Regions from separate parts of the Oryctolagus cuniculus genome. Here region 1 is linked to region 2. Evidence: chromatin contacts called from public Micro-C data. All regions are on one chromosome and are shown on one strand. The core of a region is the stretch at or near the end of the contact, and the rest is flanking DNA. Distances in the headings are between cores, read along the strand shown. Region 1 overlaps FBLN1 (fibulin 1). Region 2 has its middle 26 kb from the start of SMC1B.

Region 1 (2,809 bases), core at 147-2,646, 66 kb after region 2:
GAAGGGCTTTCTTGTGATGTTGAAGTGTTGTCAAATGCCTGGCACTACTCTCGCTAACCATCTCCTTTTTTTATGATGTACCAGATATTGACGAGTGTGAGAGTGGTATTCATAACTGCCTCCCCGATTTTATCTGTCAGAATACTCTGGGATCCTTCCGCTGCAGACCCAAGCTACAGTGCAAGAGTGGCTTTATACAAGATGCTCTAGGCAGCTGTATTGGTAAGACACGCTGCCGCCAGGGCGCCCCGGGCTCCGCCGGCGGGGTACGGCGTCCGCCGCTCCGCTCCGGGGCCTCTGTCCGTGCGGGGGCAGCCGGCAGGTAGTTCAGGCCTTGTGGGCCGTGTGGGCTGTGTCAGGTGCTCGAATCTGCCGCGGTGTGAAAGTACCCAGGGACAACAAACAAGTGAACAAGTGGGAGACACTGTTCCCAGAAATCTTTGTTTACAAAAACGGATGGCACGGTTTGGATGCTGGAGTTGGAGATGCCCGGTTCTGAGCCGAATGGACCAGCCACATTTACTCTTAACCCCTGGTATACGGGCTCGAGCAGGTGCCAGCAAGATGACCGCCGCGGCTCCCTGCCCCAGCTTGTAGTCGGCTGGACGGCGTTCTGGAGAGACTCTTGGCAGTGGGCTTCAGAGAGACCAGGGGAGAAGAGCGGGAGCCAGGGCCCCGGGGTGGGGACTGGGGAGCCAGCGTTCTCTGGGGACAGAGTCCGAGTTTTGCCAGATGAAGGCGTCCGGGACGTGGCTGGTGGTGATGGTCACACAGCTGTGAGACCGTACCCGGTGCCCTGGAGCTGTGCCCTTACAGACGGGCAGGACGGCCAGGTTGACGTGACGCGCATTTCACCACGATAAAAACGAGAGCTCTGTGTTGGTCTCGGGGAGGACTGGTGGGAAAGGAGAGAAAGTGCCAGGTGGACTGAGTGGAAATGGGGGGTCACAGCGCACCGCTCACGCTGGGGGAGGACAGCGCGGGACGGGGCCCACGGCACCTGTGCGGGAATGTGGCAGGCGAGCCGTCCAGGCGAGCCGTCCGGCTCTGCCGCACCTGCCTCCGAGCCCCTCCCTCAGCCTTGCCTTGCCTTGCCCTCTGCGTGGCAGAAGCTTCGGTCCTGCCTCTGGCTCTGGGCCCTGAGCGCCGCCAGTCGGAGCCCACCCCCCTGGGTGGCTGCCGCCCGCTCCCCTCTAGAGGCCGAAGCTTTGTCTGATTTTGTCAGCTTCTCTCAGAAAAGCCGCACTGACCTTGCGTTTGAGAGGGAATTGAAGGCCTCGGCTGGGCTGCCAGCTGGCCCCTCGCCAGCCTCCTGTGAGCTGCGCGGTCAGCGCTCAGCACCGGGGGCCCCTGAGCAGGGCGGGCGCTGCTCAGACTTGCCGGTGGCTTAGGGGGCTCCGCCGAGGAGGCTGGCAGCTGTTGGGGCTGGAAACCCTGACTCACGGCACAGTCAGTCCCGCTTCCCACAAAGAACCTTGGCAAGTCTGAACGTGGTCCCGATCTCCCCGCTGCTGTGGGGAGGAACGGCTCGGCACTCGTCCCCCCACCCCCACCCCACCCCGGATCTGGGGCCCTTGGAGCCAGGCTGCCGGAGCTCTGGCTGGCTTCCCTGGGGTCCTCACCGAACCCTCAGCTCTCAGGCTCCTCCAGCTCAGCCTGCTGTGGGGGGGGGGGGGGGTCTCAGTCCTCAGACCGAGTGCCGCGTCCTTCGCTTGGCAAAGTGCTTTTGTGTCTCTGGCTGAGCACGGGCAGCGCCAGAGAGCTCGAGCAGATGCGCGTTAGGGAGAAGCCGTCAGGATTTCTAGCACCAGGAGAAACTTGTCTTTTAGTTCCACTTCTCTGGGACGTCTTGGAAGTGCCCTTGAACTTCCTGTTGAGAGACGGGCAGACCCGGCGTGAGCGTAGGACTGCGCTCCCGCGCCTTTTGGTGCTTGTGGAGGCCGGACTGCTCGGGCTTTTTCCTTCTCCTTTCCTGTCTTTAAGCCCACTTGGCGGTGTAGTAGACGTCTGGTGTCAGCACTTTGAAGTTGTCTTTAGCGAAATGATTGACTGCATCGGCAAGAATGACTGTCAGGAGAGAGCGCCAGGTGTTGCCAAAATCCGGCTTCCCAGGCCCCAGAGCCTCTCCCGGGCAGCGGGGCTTGGGACCAGAGGCCTCCTCCCTGGGGTAAACCTGGAATTTTCCGGAACCTTGCGCTGTGCTCACCCAGGGCCTTGCGGCTGTCGTGTCTTCCTCAAGTTCTGTTTTTTCCTCTTTCTCTGAGTCCCCTCCCCCAGCCCCTGGCCGCCTCCTTAGGAGGGGGAGGGGCTGGGCCTTGGGAGGCTCCCACCACATCTGGACTCTGCCCCAGGGAGGAAGCGTGGGGTGGCTGGGTCCCCAGCAGCTGGGACTGCCCAGGTCCTCCCCACAAGGCCCCTAAGAGGGAGCGGCTATGCAGTGCCTTCCTGGGACTCGTCGATCTCCATGTGGTCGCCCTCGCATTCATTCATTTGCTCACTCATTAATTCAGCCACTGGTTTCCTAGTCCTGGATGGGGTGTGCAGCTCCCTCTTCAGTATCTCGGGGGGTGGGGACACACCATCCCCCACATCCCACGGAACAGTGTGGGAATCGTGGAACCTGAGAGGCGCGCTTGCCTTGCTGGCGGCTGTGAGACAGCCCCTCAGCTCCTTCCAAACGCACACAGCAGCACAGAGCGATCCCCCAAGGTGGCTTTGCAGGGCCTGGGTCCTTGCAGGAGACCACGCCTGGCCAGAGCCCAGTCTGCGCGTGGGACGCGGCTCTCGGTTATCCCTGGCTCGCGCTCGG
Region 2 (2,700 bases), core at 194-2,693:
CAGCACTTAGAATTCTTATGACAAGAACCTGGAGTAAAAACAAACCAACCCCCCACTCAGCCACATCAGGGCTGTGGCTGCCCCCCGGGAATGCCCTGCTCCGCCACGAGGGGGGAAAAGCCGGGTCTCAGTTACAGGCAGCCGGAGATAAAGAGGCAGTTCTTCCCCGTTCTATTCACGGACACCCCTTCCCCAGTAAGAAACTCTGTATTATACCCACGTCCTGATGAGAATAAACTGAGCTTCAGGCAGGAGAAGCGGTTTGCTCAGGACCGTGTGATACTGAGCCAGGCTGGAATCCGGTGCCCCTGGGGACTCCTGCCTTCCATCTGTCCACTGCAGATCACCCTGCTGGCCTGGCGGGGCTGACTGGAGGGACCCCTGCGCAGCAGATGTGTGCACGTGCTTAAGGCAGGGCAGGGCTCCACAATCAGCGGGGAGCCCGGGGTCCCTCACGGTGCTGAGTCGTGGGGCACACAGCAGGATGGGGCTCTGGTGCCTGTCCTGCCGCTGTCAGCGTCCTTGGGTGATCTGAGGCTGTTGCAAGGAGCCCCACCCTCCCTCAGGGGCACCGGGCCCAGCTGGGTGGGGGCAGGAAGCTGGCCGGTCACGCTGGCTCCAGGCGGGGTGGGCGCGAGAGGCTTCCGCAGCCTTGACCCAAACCTCCCAGCCAAACAAGCCCCTGGGGAGGGAAGAATGGAATCAATCTCTCGCTTGCTTCATGTGGCCGGGCGGGCGCATCAGCTCTGGGCCCTCCTTCTCTCCTCGCCATTCCCCTGGAGGCTGGGGCTGAGCCCTGAGGGGACTCGCTGGGGGTCTGTTGTCCCAGGATTGCAGGTGAACAGGGGCTGCAGAAGGAGGGGCTGCCAACCTGGGTCTGGGGGGCAGATGTGGAGCCCCCCCCCCCCGCAACCTTGGCCCCAACTCCGCGTTTCTGTGCTTTGTGCCACTTCAGAGAAGTTGCTTTACCTCTGGGAGACTCGGTTTTTCTAGCTGTAAAATGGGAACCTGGAGGCCAACCTACAGGTCAGGGTTACCAAGCAGGGGGTAAGTAGATGAATGTCTGAAAAAGCCCGCCCCTGGGGCTGGTGCTAGGCACAGTGGCTAAGCCTCCACCTGAGGCGCCAGCATCCCCTCTGGGTGCCGGTTCAGGTCCCGGCTGCTCCTCTTCTGGGCGGTTCTCTGCTGTGGCCTGGGAGAGCAGGAGAAGACGGCCCAAGTGCTTGGGGCCCTGCACCCACGTGGGAGACCCGGAAGATGCTCCTGACTCTGACTTCAGATCGGCCCAGCTCTGGCTGTTGCGGCCATGTGGGGAGTGAACCAGTGGATGGAAGACCTCTGTCTCTCTGTCTTGCCCTCTCTCTCTCTAACTCTACATTTCAAATAATAAGCAAACCTTGGAGGAGGAGGAGGAGCAGGAAGAGGAAGAAGAGGAGGTGAAGAGGAAGAAGAAGATCCCGTCTGAGTCTTGTGCTCAGGCCTCGGAAACCGTGAGGAAGTGAGCCGTAGGGGTCGTGCCCCCTGGGCTCAGACACCAGCCTGTCACCTCCGGGCCGTGAACTCGGGAAAGAGCCTGCATTTCCAAGGCTCTCTTTCCACATCTGTAAAGTACAGATAATAAACATACCATCATCGCAGTATTATTCTGAGAATTAAATGACATAATTCATGAGCGGGCTTGGCACTTAGGATGAACTTGATAAATTATTCTGTTAAGGCTTTTCGGGGTTTAGGAGTGGAAAGCGCCGTGCCAGGAATGGTTTTTGGAAGGAACTGAAATCACTCACGCAGAACCTAATGGGGGCAAGATAAAGTTCTCCGTCGCAGTTCAAAACACAAGTTCTGTATAAATATTTTTCCGTTTCTGTCTCAGAGGAGCCACCCCCGCCCATAATAATCAGCTCACGGAACCTTCAGAGAAGAATGTCAGACGAGCAGACCTGGTGCGTGACAGCTTGTGGCACTCACTGCTCTGTTCTTTCCTCGTTCGACAAACCCTTATTGAGCACCGTCTGTTTACCTGGGGGTCCCTTGGGGTGAGGGAGGCCAGGGAGGAATTTCGGGGTCCTTGAGCCGACGAGTTCGCCACCAAGAGCCGTTCGGCCTTCCAGTTGAAAGTTCAGATGCACAGCCTGAAACTGACTAAGAGGCTGGCTCCCCCCCAGCCAGAAACACGCTGGAAAATGGATCTTCTGGGATCCTTGTCCAACAGCCATTTCTTGGAATCGTAAATGTCTGAGGGCTGCTGCAATACTTGAGATTATCTTGTTTTCTTTGCCCATTGAAGCCAAGATTTGAATGTTACATCTGCGTGTGTATCTTTGATAATAAGAACCACATGTTGTCGGTGGAAATGACTGGAAATTACACTGAATGTCAGAATGTGGGGTTTTAGATTCCCTCTTGGAAGGCAGCACTGAGAAACAAACACAAGACGTCGGGCCCGTCCATCACTTGGGGATGTCGCAACCCACAGGGCTCCACCCCCCTCCTGGCTCCAGGCACCTGCAGGGCGCGAGGCGAGGAAGCATCTGGGTGAAGCCCCCGCCGCTTGGCGGCAGCGGCCCAGGACTGGAGGGAAAGGTCCACCTCGCTCTGAGCCCCTTCACTGCTCCGGAAGCGTCTACCTGCGGTCCACTGCCACGCACTGTCCTCCCACACCTGCTCCTCTTCCCACACTCCAAGTAAGTGGAGCGCCCG

Evidence for each region. A called contact is a pair of places that touch in the nucleus more often than the background predicts.
Region 1: a Micro-C map of ear pinna shows a contact between it and region 2, with 3 times the contacts expected there. The contact joins two enhancer-like sites. A contact is called at or near these places in 3 of 6 Hi-C or Micro-C datasets (ear pinna, psoas muscle and an unstated tissue).

What each region holds. Positions count from the first base shown.
Region 1 is chr11:120,215,320-120,218,128 of mOryCun1.1, forward strand. It overlaps FBLN1 (fibulin 1), which reads left to right. Exons shown (of 17, transcript XM_051840583.2): 8 at 85-222. Among named protein-coding and RNA genes, the nearest start is that of FBLN1, 28 kb to the left of the region's middle. Within about 2 kb of position 1,397, at least 2 of the 8 cell types and tissues checked have an H3K27ac peak or open chromatin away from gene starts, as enhancers often do. A contact at or near this core is called in ear pinna, where this site is marked.
Region 2 is chr11:120,149,363-120,152,062 of mOryCun1.1, forward strand. No RefSeq gene overlaps it. Among named protein-coding and RNA genes, the nearest start is that of SMC1B, 26 kb to the left of the region's middle. Within about 2 kb of position 1,444, at least 2 of the 8 cell types and tissues checked have an H3K27ac peak or open chromatin away from gene starts, as enhancers often do. A contact at or near this core is called in ear pinna, where this site is marked.